2 separate regions of the Canis lupus genome follow, and region 1 is linked to region 2. A link is a contact called in public Hi-C data. All regions are on one chromosome and are shown on one strand. The core of a region is the stretch at or near the end of the contact, and the rest is flanking DNA. Distances in the headings are between cores, read along the strand shown. Region 1 holds the start of DDHD2 (phospholipase DDHD2). Region 2 has its middle 10 kb from the start of TACC1.

Evidence for each region. Hi-C and Micro-C count contacts between places; a contact is called where the count stands out from the background.
Region 1: a Hi-C map of skin fibroblasts shows a contact between it and region 2, with 4 times the contacts expected there. The contact joins the promoter of DDHD2 here to the enhancer-like site in region 2. A contact is called at or near these places in 2 of 9 Hi-C or Micro-C datasets (amygdala and skin fibroblasts).

What each region holds. Positions count from the first base shown.
Region 1 is chr16:27,991,595-27,998,490 of UU_Cfam_GSD_1.0, reverse strand. DDHD2 (phospholipase DDHD2) reads left to right here and starts at 1,433. Exons shown (of 15, transcript XM_038560075.1): 1 at 1,433-1,692; 2 at 2,911-3,138; 3 at 3,856-4,046; 4 at 5,074-5,163; 5 at 5,896-6,016. The coding sequence starts at 2,919.
Region 2 is chr16:27,543,903-27,550,350 of UU_Cfam_GSD_1.0, reverse strand. No RefSeq gene overlaps it. Among named protein-coding and RNA genes, the nearest start is that of TACC1, 10 kb to the right of the region's middle. Within about 2 kb of position 1,515, at least 2 of the 20 cell types and tissues checked have an H3K27ac peak or open chromatin away from gene starts, as enhancers often do.

The DNA.
Region 1 (6,896 bases), core at 184-2,683, 450 kb before region 2:
GGTTTTGTCACTTAACTAATTTTAGGTAAGTCCCTTACCTGCAGGCTCTGGAGACACTATTTTTCTGGCTCCATCACTTGCTGATAGTTAAGACTTTGGGTAAGCCATTTTACCTCTATAAATAGGGATAACTAGAGTCTGTACTTCATCAAGTTGTGGCGAGGACTAAATGGGGTCACACTTGTAGAAAGCTTGCAACCCTACCTGAAACATAGTAAGAGCTCAGTATAAATGATGGCTCCTGTTATGGGTCTATGATACTAGCTCGTCATCTGACAAGGTCCTAGAGAATGGGACAGCTCTGGCATTCTTTTTTTTTAAAGATTTATTTATTTATTTATTTATTTATGATAGTCATAGGGAGAGAGAGAGAGGGGCAGAGACACAGGCAGAGGGAGAAGCAGGCTCCATGCACCGGGAGCCCGACGTGGGATTCGATCCCGGGTCTCCAGGATTGTGCCCTGGGCCAAAGGCAGGCACTAAACCGCTGCGCCACCCAGGGATCCCCTAGCTCTGGCATTCTTTATCCTCTCCCTGGAGAGCATAAGCTTTCTAGGTGTTAAAAGTAAACTTGTGGCTGTCTGTGGCTGTGAACCTGTTAAGAGAATGTGTTACCAAAATTCGTTTTCCTCGATTTCTGAAGCAGTAACAAAACTGAAAGGCATTTTCTGAACCCTTGCCCTTTAATCTAGTTAGAAAATAGGCAAGTATCTTAATGAACACTCAAAGGATCTGAGCTCTTCCAGAAAACTAAATACTCAGGAGAGCAGGGCAGGGCCATGAGCTTCATGACTGTGGGAAATTCATTTAAGCTTTTCACCTCAATTACGTCATCTTGTTTGGACAAAATTAACTCGTTTCCAACCTCTGGTGCAGCTTTTAAATGCGGTGACGCTCACCTCTACATTTTTTAGACTCATCTTTTTGGGCAGCCTTGAAATCCTAATAAATGGAAGCGGGAGGGGGGGAAGACGCAGGGATAACTTTTTTCTTTGCAAATGCCAGGGGTGTCCACTTTCCCCTGCAGGCAGGAAGGGAAGCCTCTGCCGGCGCCCTACCGTCCTACTGCTCCCCAGGGACGCGGCACCTGCGACCCGGTCATCTTTCCCGGCCCTTCAGTGTGGTCAGCCAGGGTAGTACCGGGCTCGGCGCGCCTCTTTCCTCTAGTCTGCCGAGTGAGGAGGCGAGGCTGGCTGATCCCCAAGAAGCTCGCTTCCAGTCCAACTCAAAACGCTCCCTTACTCCTGGAAGACCTCATCCCCCACCCCCGCCTTTCCAAGTCCCCCGACCTCCCGCTGAGCTTCCGCGCGCCGACTCCCAGCGAAGGGCACGCCCCACGCACCGCCCACACGCCCGGCGCTTCGCTTCCCTGCCCGCAGGAAGGAGCCGCATCTCGCGCGATTCCTCCCACCTCTCGCGACACTTCCTGTCAGTCTCGGGCCGCGCTGAGGGCCCCACCCATCGCTTCCACGCCGCGGTCCCAGCCGCATCACCTTTGCTCTCGGTCCCCGGCCCTCTGTTCGCCCGCTGGGAGCGCAGTGGAGCCCAGTGCTGGGCACGAGCCTGGCGGGGCCGCAGGCTCCGCCCTGCTGCGCCCCGCCCCGCCTGGGCTCCCGGGAAAGGCTGCCGCGGGGACGTGTCGTGCCCCCCTCAGCGAGGGCAGGAGCGTGTGAAAGGCCGCGGGGCTGTCAGGTGAGCCAGCGGCGGCGGGCCAGGGTGGGCGGCTGGGCCCAGGGAGGCCCAGCTGGGCTGCGGGGTGGGGATGCCGGGGGCGGAGGAGGACGGGATGCCCAAGGCCGAGAGGGGAGGTGCCCGGAGGACCGACCCGGGGGTGGGTGACCTCGATCCGCGGGGAGCGGCCAGGGTTCCGTGTGTGCCGCCTGCGCTCTGAGGCCCCGGGAGATTACTGTGTTTCCATCCGCTCCGCTCCTTTCTGCAGGGCTGGACGCGGGCGGAGGCAGGTCTCCGACCTCTGGTCCGGGCTGCAGGAGGAGGCCCGGGGTCGTGGGGAGCAGGGGCACGCCAGGGTGGCTGTGAGGTAAATCGGTGCTAGGGAAGAAAGATGCAGTGGCCGGAAGCCTGAGGAGCGTCGGCTCGGGGGAGGGCAGGTGTTTGCCATCCCTCTGCGCCCGGTGCCGAGGTAGCAGGCGGCTCACTTCCCTCAGGGGGGACGCACCTCGATGTATGCAGTGTCCCTGCTGAGGGGTCCGAGTGGTGAAGGGGTGGGACCACCTAGGGCAGAGTCGTCTTTGAGGGAAAGAGGCTGTTGAGGTCACTCTTTCCTTTTCACCTGAGCCTGGCGCCGTGGCAGTGGGTGCGCGCTTGCGTACGGGGCTTCCGACCAGGTTCAGGTTCTCAGAATTCGTGCCCGAGTACACTTCAAGAATCGATCAAAGGTGACAGGTTCTTAAGTGAAGAGTTTAACTTTCAGTATTGTAAGATCCCAATAATCCAGTATGTAAGTGTGCAGTGATCGAGGCCTGGAGCCTAAAATATAGGTGTTAATTAAGACAGTTGGAGTAAATTTTTTGCCTTTGGTGATAGATTGGATTTGGGATGAGACGCTTTGTTGCAGTCAAGTTTTTGACCATGTGTTTCTTGGGATTCTGGGTTTGTCTTATAATTTATTGTCTGACTAAAGCCATGCAGTTTCCCGAGAGTTGGGAAATCCATGTAAGGTGGTTTGACTATAAGAAGCATTTTTTTTAAAGTTCCCCCTCAAATCCAGCTGTTAATTTATAGGTTATTTCTAAATTCAGTTGTGTGGCCCCCTTGAGATTAGTCTTTCTTTCAGAAATGGCTCCTTAAAATGACCAGGTGTGTGTGTGTGTGTGTGTGTGTGTGTGTATGAGAGAGCAATTTCACTGGAAAGTTTTTTTCCCCGATAGTTTCTTTTATCTTGTCTTTTAGAGAGCGAAATGTCATCAGCGGAATCACAGCAGGAACAATTGTCCCAGTCAGATCCATCCCCGTCACCAAACTCATGTAGTTCCTTTGAGCTACTAGACATGGATGCTGGCAGTTTGTATGAACCAGTTTCTCCTCATTGGTTTTATTGTAAAATAATAGATTCTAAAGAGACTTGGATTCCTTTCAACTCCGAGGATTCACAGCAGCTGGAAGAGGCATATGGTTCTGGTAGGATGAAAATGATGACTTTTAATAAAGACTATTTCAGTCTAATATAATAGTTACTATATTGAGTGCCATTAAAAATATTAGTTTTTTTTCTAGTTTTCTCTATAGCATTTTTGTAGTTATCTCTCGTATTTTGCATTACTAACCAGTCGGTTTATAATATTTAAGAATTTGGTCTGTATTTGAAAACAGTACTTACTGTAATTTCTTCACAGTTATCTAATAATGTCTTATGTTCCAGCATATGTTTCCGTTTTTGTTTATAAAGAGTGGGGGCATGTCACATTGCAAAGAATGAATTCTTCATTTATCACTTGTTTTTTCTTCTTTTATGAAACAAGAATGATGCTATTAACTATTTTATCATCATGATGGTCACGGTTGTTAATTTACCTTTGGCTCCTCAAGCAGAAGCTCAGAAAAGCCTTATATACTTGTTTGTTTGTTTGTTTAATGGGACATTACTGTCTCTTCTCAAAAAAAAAACAAAACATTGTTTGGGTATTATTTTTTTTTCATGTATCATTAAAACCAAGAATGGTTTTGATGGTTTGTAAAGTAGTGGAAAAAAATATCAATTCCATTTTGTTTGTTTAGCCAAGAAGAAAATGTTCATTCTTATGTCTCATAAACATTATTTAGAGTATACTCAGAATTGTATTTTAGGAGATTTATTTTGATAAATGTACTTCTTTTCCCCTTTTCAATCTGTGATAGGAAAAAATTGTGATGGGAGAGTTGTCCCCACTGATGGGGGCAGATATGATGTGCATTTGGGGGAGAGGATGCGGTATGCTGTATACTGGGATGAGCTAGCATCAGAAGTGAGACGATGTACCTGGTTTTACAAGGGAGACAAAGATAATAAGTATGTTCCCTACTCAGAGAGCTTCAGCCAAGTATTAGAGGTACACCTTGATCCCTTTTCATGTATTTTCATTTTTTTCTTTTATTTAATAATCTTGTGACTTATTTTTGTGAAATTTCTAGAAGGAATTTGGTTCTATCTGAATCATATCTATAGCATTTCTTTTTTTTCAGGTTAGTTTCAAGATAAAGTGGTTTTATTTTCAGATTTTAAAATCCTATGGAGGGTACCTGGGTGGTTCAGTCAGTTAAGTGTCTGCCTTCAGCTCAGTTCAGTCAGTTAAGTGTCTGCCTTCAGCTCATGATCCCAGGGTCCTGGATCCAGTCTCACATCAGGCTCCTTGCTTAGTGGGGAGTCTACTTCTCCCTGTACCCCTCCCTCTGTTCGTGCTCTCTCTCTCAATGCTCATTTTCCCTTCTCTCAAGTAAGTAAAATTTAAAAATAAAATAAAATACCATGGAAAGTGTTATGCCTTTAAGTTAAAATTTTTTCTCTAGTGGTGATCATTGTTAATAATATTTAAATTATGATCACAGGATTGATCTGTTTATTTATTTAAAAGATTATTTATTTATTTATTTATTCATGACAGAGAGAGAGAGAGAGAGAGGCAGAGACACAGGAAGAGGGAGAAGCAGGCTCGATGCAGAGAGCCCGACGTGGGACTGGATCCCAGGTCTCCAGGATCACACCCTGGGCCAAAGGTGGCGCCAAACCTCTGAGCCATCAGGGCTGCCCAGATTGGTCTTTTTAAGCCTTTTATTTTTCTGGCTCTGAAAACAGTCTGAAATTTTCTTTCTTTAAATTGGAGTAGACATTAATATTACTGAAAGTATATCAAAATGTGAACAATGATTTTATCTAGTCTACTTGATAAAAGTAGGAGTGATTTTTTTTGTTCTATACTATTATCTGTTGTAATTTTAAAAGAGCTTTCAAATAATTTGATAAACAGAGTCTGATATTCTTATGAAATTGTTTATCTAGCAGTATTCTTGTAAACAAAAAAGGTCAGTTTTAATAGAAAGGCTATTAGGGAAGTCTAATGAAATGTGTTTTCTTTTAAGGAAACGTACATGCTTGCTGTAACTCTGGATGAGTGGAAAAAGAAACTGGAATCTCCCAACAGAGAAATTATTATATTACACAATCCAAAGGTAAAGGGAATTAAGCCTTTCTTTCATGTGGGATTAAAGGTTAATTGCATTACTAAGGAGCTCTTTAATTGGTTTCTTTTTCATAGGGATTCTATTTAGGAAAACCTTTGGAAATTTTTACAGTGCATTTACAATTATGAAGCTTGTATCCACTGCCACCATTTTTTACTTCATTCACCTTATACAAAATAATTTTTTTTAAAGCTTTATTTATTTATTTATTCAGAGAGAGAGAGAGGCAGACACACAGGCTGAGGGAGAAGCAGGCTCCATGCAGGGAGCCTGACATGGGACTCGATCCCGGGTCTCCAGGATCACACCCCGGGCTGCAGGCGGCACTAAACTGCTGCGCCACCAGGGCTGCCCACAAAAGTATTTTCTTAGGAAAGATTACACTACTGTAGAATATAAGAATGTAAAGAATATCACTGGTACGTTATGTGGGCATATTTTACATGTATAGGGTATTATTGAGAGATTCCTTAGCCTGATGTTTTTTTTCTTTTTTGGCTTTATTGAGGTATAATTGACAAAATCATAAGGTATTTAATATGTACAACATTGGCCTACTGTATTTTCAGGGTTCTAATTTGAAACCATTAGAGTTGCATATCAAAACTCCAGCTGAGATTGTTTTGAAAGACATATTCCTATCTCTCAGAATGTATAAATAGAGACGTCTATAATGTAGATCTTTTCTCTCTGAGATTTCTTTTACCTTTTTTATTTAAGCTTATGGTGCATTACCAGCCAGTTGCAGGGTCTGATGAATGGGGTTCAACACCCACTGAACAGGGTCGACCAAGAACAGTGAAGAGAGGAGTTGAGAACATCTCTGTTGACATTCATTGTGGTAATGTTAATCATTTATTTTTCATGATGGGCTTATTTATGACTTAAATTATGACCTTTTTCTATGGATTTGGATTATCTCAAGGCTTAAAAATGATTTAGTCATATGTGCTTATTTTGAGTTAAGATTAGCATCACTTTACTGAATATCTTTTATTTAAGATTTATTTATTTATTTTAGAGAGAGAGTGCGCATGCGCACACAAGCGGGAGGGGCAGAGGGAGAGGGAGAGAGAATCACAAGCAGACTCTGAGCTGAGTGCAGAGCAGGAGGCAGGGCTTCTTCTCACAACCTGAGTTTACAACCTGAGCCAGAACTGAGTCGGATGCTTAACTGACTGTGTCACCCACATGACCCACTAAAAATCTTAATAGATATAAAAATCTATTTTATTATTTTTTAAAAGATTTTATTTATTCATGAGAGACAGAGAGAGAGGCAGAGACATAGGCAGAAGGAGAAGCAGGCTCCCCTCAAGGAGCCCAATGTGGGACTCAGTTCCTGAACCCCAGGATCGTACCCCAAGTGTGAAAGCAGAGCTTAACCACTGAGCCATCCAGGTGTCCCTAAAAATCTATTTTAAAGTTACTAAGTATATATTGTGGGATAGGTAAAATTTGGCAATATTAATCAAGAGGTCATTTGGTACAAATGAACTGATTTAGTCCTAATTTTAAGAAGTATGATTTCACCTGTTTGGTTAAAAATTTATTTTTGGTAACTCCTGTCCTTGAAGATTTTGAACTAAAGAAAACTTTTTCAGTAGAACCTGGATGGTTATCCATTGCTATCCAGATAAAGCCATTTATGGTTGGTTTTATAATATACTTAGCTGGATTATAAAATTTAAAAAGATACATTTAGGGGTACCTGGCTGGCT
Region 2 (6,448 bases), core at 266-2,765:
TGAGACTCTAAGAAAGGTAAATTGTGCTTCCTACTCTGGAGGGGTTTATAAGTCACAGGGTAAGACAGGACAAATTAAATCACAATGTGAGATATTCTTTAATGAAGTCCCAAGCTCAACCTAAATGTTTAGGCTCGAGCTCACTGAGGGCCAGAATGATCACATGGCCTTCTATTATGCTCTTGGCCTTGCATGTTTGCTAGCCTTGTGTGTTGAACTAGAACTCGGCCTCACAGAAGCCAGGACTGTTTTGGCTTCTTTAACATGACCCACAGGACTGAACACAGCCCAGACACATGGCAGAGGCTCTTGTTCACGGGCTCATCTGTTGTCCATGATGACTGGCTGGGTCAAGTTATGGCACTTAGCTTATCTGGGAAATGGAAGTTTCATGGATACAGCAGCCCAGAGTCCAGACAACAAGAGTGTCTCCAGGAAGGGGGGCCTTTGCTGAAGCAGAAGCTGGAAGCCAATCACCTTCCCACATGTGGGTGGGATCCTTATTCTCTAGTCTAGTCATGAGGGTGTCAACTGTTGGAAAACAACTTGCTTACGACTCTAGTTCGGAATATTCAGGGCAGGGCTCTGCCATCATGCTGTTTTTTTTACATCATGTAGAACATGAGTCTTCTTGGGGGCCTTCCTGAAAATGTCTCCACTCTCCACAGTGGAACTGCTGGTAGGGAGACAACCCTGGCCACTTGCATGCTGGCGTTTGCAGAATAGCCTGTGACAGAATCAACGGACATGGGGGTTAGGGATTGAAGAGAGGGTTACTTTTTCATCATAGTGGTCAACATGTTGCATGCCCTGCTTCTCCCAGAAGCCTTTAGAAACTGGCTTTAAAATGTTTCTTAACCTTTGACTTCAAACTAGTTTGCTACCTCCTACATCCTTCCTCACCCTCCCACCCTCCCTGCCCTTAAGCTCCCCGTCTGCACAATCTGACCTTCCTTGTGAAATAAGACACCAACCCTGTAGTAGCTCTCTCTTTTTCTCCCTCAGTTTTTCGAGGCATCCCATCCCTTAAGACTGACGTCAAAGGAGTCTTATATCATTCCCCAAATTCCCTCCGATGCTGCTTTCAGCAAAGAGTCCTGGGGAGGGTGGATCAGGATCTAAACCGGTGTGGCAGTGATTCTGGTCGGGATGGGCGCCGCCCGTCAGGATGCTGGGCAGGGAAGACAGAGGGGCTGGGTGGTGGCCGGGAAGGGCGGCCAGGGTCCTGAGGAGCAGACTCCGAGGTGCAGTCGGAGAGCCAGTGCCCTCGCTGTCTCTGGAACACTGGGGGGTCGTTTCTTCCTGAATGTGAAAATCTGGAGTCCCACAGACGCAGCCAGATGTGGGCCGGAGTGCCAGGGCAATTGTACTCCCCACTCACAGAGCAGCCTTTCATCTGAGTCCAGGAAAGGATAAAAAATTGTCATGTAAGTCCTGCAACTTGGCTGCGACGATTTCCACGCATGCATGGGGGCCGCATTGGTCTGCCTCTCCCGGCGGATCCTTGGCTCTCAGAGCCGTTTGGCGCGGGCAGCGCTGGTGGCTCCCTGTGGGCCTCCCTGCGGGTCGGCTCCGGGCCTGTGTCCCCAAGCCTGATTAGCGCAGCCCGGCTTGGCCCAAAGACGCCTGGGGGGGATTTGAGTCGTTCTAACAGTCTAATTGACTGATCACTTTTATTTCGCCTGTGCTGTTGACTTCCTGTTTACTGCTCCTTCCAGCTTAGACGAAGCCATTTGCAGCCACATGATGTTTTAAGGTTCCCTTCATTCAGCGAGAGCCAAGAGACAAAACTGCAGTCCCCCTGACAAAACAAAAGAGGCAATGGCTCCAGAGAGCAGGCTCTGGGGACCGGCTGAGTCCTGCGTTGCGGGGGTGGCAGCCGACCACTTTGCCCTGCGATGTGATGATTGCCAGTCATTATGCCTGTCTGGTAGAGGGGGAGGCCGAGTGAGAAACAACAACAGTCAAAGGGAGATCAGTGACTCCCGGGGACTAAAGAACCGTGCAGACAAAACAACCACCACCACCACCACCCAAATCCCCTGCGCTCGGTTTAGAGTTCATAGCCAGGAGGATAAACACCACTTAATTTGCCTCTGATTGCCATTTGGAGATGATAAAAATTTAACTGTTGCTGGAAGAAAAGTTTCCACGGAAATCGCAAGATCCTCCATTGAGAACATTTGTGAATTCCTCCTCAGCCGTCTCCTGAACCTCAGCTCACAACTGAACTCCGGAACATCTACTCCACAGGCAGCTTGGGTTTGGTGTTTTACAACAAGGCCGGGATTCTCCAACCAGGGTGATTTCACCCCTCCCTTCCCCCCAGGACATTTGGTGAAGTCCATAGACATTTTGGGTTGTCACAACAGTGTGTGTGTATGTGTGTGTGTGTGTGTCGGGGAGAGGGCTGTGAGTACTATTGGTGACTAGTGTGCAGAGGTCCAGGATGCAGTTAAGCATTCTATGATGCCCAGGACAGGCCCTCCACAACAAAACATTTGTGTACATTGAGAAACACCAGCAATAAGGTATCTGAAAAGCAGAAAGGAACAGAGATGTATTTGCTCTACATTCTAACTTTCTACCTGGACAAAGATGGGGTACAGGCAGGGAATCCATCCTTTCTGGAAACACAGAGCTGACATCTACAGAGCTGGTGTTACAGGCTTCATGTGATCAGAATGTCTTGTGGGCCTTCTGGAATCTGCGTGAAGGTGAAGATGAAGGTGTGGGCTCTCATCACCACCTTCTAGGGTCTGACCAAGTCGGGGAGGCATCCACGCGTGTGCAGCCACTGCCCCCTAGGGGAAGACACGCGCCCTTGGCGTGGGTTTCTGTTTCCAAGGCAGCCACCAGCTCTCAGCCCCCTTCTTCCTTCTAGCAGTATACAGGAAAAAACCCTCATTTTCTGGTTAGGAGTGATGGTTTCAAGCCCCAATTCTTACACTGGGTTAGAGGCCAAGCCTCTAACCTCTCTTAGCCCCATTCACCATCTTGGGACGTCCCAGGAAGCATTAAAGCATTACAAAAATAAATGAACCCGGCTGCTGTCCCTACAGAATTATAAAGTCAGAGGTGTTCAACTACCAACCAAATAGTTATGGAGGGCCTGTCATATGCCACGCTCTCTTATAATTGCTGAGTATATAAAGTAGACACTACAAAGTCCATTTTTTTGGGGGGGGGAGATAATAAACAATCAGCAAATAAGATAAGATGTGATTTCCCAGAGTGTTCATTGCTAGAGGATGGCTGAGGTGGGAGGAGGCCACCCCTGCAGTCAGCCAGGACAGTCAGGGAAGGCCTTTCTGTGGCTGAGACCTAGTAGGAAGTGACCTTATGAACAGCCCTACCCTTAGACCAAGGCTGCAGGGGTCCCTGCCCAGGGCCCCCTGAATTGGACCACACTGATCGTTCTCCTTACTTAACACTGGATCCCAGCGACATGCTTTTCCACCTCTGCTCCTACATACAAACTAGTACAGAGAGGATGGGCATGCAGAAATGCTTAGGTAAGAGAAAGGACAAATTAATTAATGTGTTAAACCCTGCTTCTCTGATAGCATCAATGCAATAGATTGTTGCGCAAAGAGTCATTTCCCCGGGGTGGCTAGGTGGCACATTTCCTTGAGCGACTTACTCTTGGCTCAGGTGCTGATCTCAGGGTCCTGGGATCAAGTCCTATGTGGTGCTCTGCGTTCACTGTAGAGTTGGTTTTAGATTATCTTTCTCTCTCTCCCTATGCCCATCCCATTCATGCTGTCTCCTTCTCACTATAAAATAAGTTTTTAAAATCTTTTTTAAAAAAGGAATTGTTTTCCAGAGAGTTTCTGAGTGTTTTTGTTTTATTTTATTTTATTTTGCTTTTTGTGTTTGGGAGACGCTCATAGATTACAGCAGTATTTGCAACATTTGCACTTGGTTTGGGAGGAACATTTTACAAAGTTAAATAATTTATATTTCTCTTAAATTCATATATGTTTGTCTAGATGCAAGATGCTTGAAGTGTACCAATTCTTTACCCTAACAACCCCATGGACATTGAACACTAATAATGAGAATCATATTTTAATAAGAATATTTAATATAATTTATTAAATTTTCCAAAAAACTTCAGCTCTATTTAAATAATTCTAATTTTAAAATTTCACACTCACTAATTATAACATGCATTTGTTTACTTTAAAATAATTTTGCATGTTGGAAAAAAGGAACTTTTGGAAAGCATATGGGAAAATCATTTTAATTTTTAATTGTTTATATTGTACCTTCAGCTATAGTTCTTTTTCATTCTTTTTTTTTAAGATTTTATTTATCTGAGAGAAAGTGAACATGTGAGAGAGAGAATACAAGCAGGGGGAGGGGCAAAGGGAGAGGGAGAAGAAGACCCCGCTGAATAGGGAGCCTGACAACTTGGGACTTGATCCCAGGACCCTGAGATCATGACCTGAGTTCAAGGAAGACTGAGCCACCCAGGCACCCCTCAGCTGTGTCTTTATTTTTTTTTATTTTTTTTTAATTTTTATTTATTCATGATAGTCACACAGAGAGAGAGAGGGGGGCAGAGACACAGGCAGAGGGAGAAGCAGGCTCCATGCACCGGGAGCCCGATGTGGGATTCGATCCCGGGTCTCCAGGATCACGCCCTGGGTCAAAGGCAGGCGCCAAACCGCTGCGCCACCCAGGGATCCCTCAGCTGTGTCTTTAATGATAATATATTCAAGTTTTGTACACTTTGAGAACAATAACATTTAAAAAATATTTTATATCATTCATCTCAATTGAACAGAAATTATTTGAAAATGATTACATTAGTGATTTCACTTAAATGAAAGCAAAGAGTGAATTTCTATGGAATAAATATGTAACAAGTTATGAATAACATATGTCTCTACTTTGTTACAATATCACCAACCAGCCAACAGAACACTCAAATATGAGAATAATAATTACATTCAATTGTCATGTATAGTTTGCTAATTTATAGTCATAAAAACCATAAACTTACACATATTTTTCAATTTCATCATTATGAAGGCATTTGTCATGGTTAAGAGGAGAGAACATATCCTACCTAACAGTTCTTAGTGGTATGGGGGCCCCCATTTGTGCCCTTACCCTGGGCCCCAATCATGCCAGGGCTGGGCCTATGTATGAAGATCTGGGGGAAGAGGCAGTAACAGGTTCAAAGGCCCTGAAACAGTGAATGTTTGACATATTGGAGGGATATAAAGGTCAGCGTGGCTGCAGCCTGGAAGGTAAGGTTGGGGAGGTGGGCAGGGACTTCAGATCCTCCTCTAGTGGCAGTGAGAAACCATTGGAGATGAAGATGGTTCTGGCAGCCATAAAAGAGAATGATGTCCAGGGAGCACAAGAATAGAGGCAGGCACCCAACTGGGAAGCTGAAGCTTTAGTCCCAGCAAGATGACAGTGATTTTGGCCTGAGTTCTCACAGTGAGAAGTGGTCAGACCAGGGCTATGTTTACAAATGGATTGCGTGTTAAAGATGAGGGAGGGAGAGAATGATTTCCAGGGCTTTGGTTTGAGCAGCTGGTGTGTGATGGCGGGAAGCCCAGTGAGGGGCATGGGAAGGTGGAGAATACCTTGTATTTGGGACAGAAGTTCTGCTTTTGTAGAAGTGCTTGCATTACTGATAACTAACCAAGTTGGAGAAATTTTACTAGCGTACCTTCTTACACTCTGTCCACAAGTCTCACACTGGGGGTTATTAGCCAGCTGCCGTCAGAGCTGTCCCATTCTAGTTGCCCATCAACCACCGCCGCAAGGTTTTGACAGGATAGCTGAGGTGTCACCACTAAATTTCTATCGGCCTCAAAATTCTCTGATTTTAAGGTAACAAAAGCGAGACCCAGAAATCTTTGAATTTTAAAAGACTTTTTAAAGATAGAAGAGGAATCCATCTGTAATGATAGAAACGTTGGCATGGCACTGCTCCAGTTGTCCACCACCCACCTTGCTAGCTAGCATCCTGACCCCCGATCCTTGTCTCCACACATACTTGGGGCACATTTACATCTGTGTCTTGTTTTCAGAATGAGCACATAGGAGGTGCTCAAATGTATCTTTGTCATATGAATGAGTGATATGAATGCATCAGTAGGGATTATGTGCTGTGTTTCCTCCTGAGCTTTCTCTTATTTGCCAGACCCCAAATCTGATTGGCTTGGGTGCCAAGGAGGAGAGTCCTGGAGGACCCTTCACAACGTTGTGCTTTAGTGCTTTAGACACCTCCTTTCATCCCCACAGCACCCTTGCAATCAGTATTGCAGATCTATGAGCTCTTACCCAAAAGCCAGGTATGCTGCAGGATTCCGATTGTTTTCGGATTTTAGGAAGCTAACTCTGCATATTATACCTTTTATTATATCACACCCCCGGTGGGCAGGGAGGGGGGCACTTTGTAATTAAACAGAGAAACCCTTTT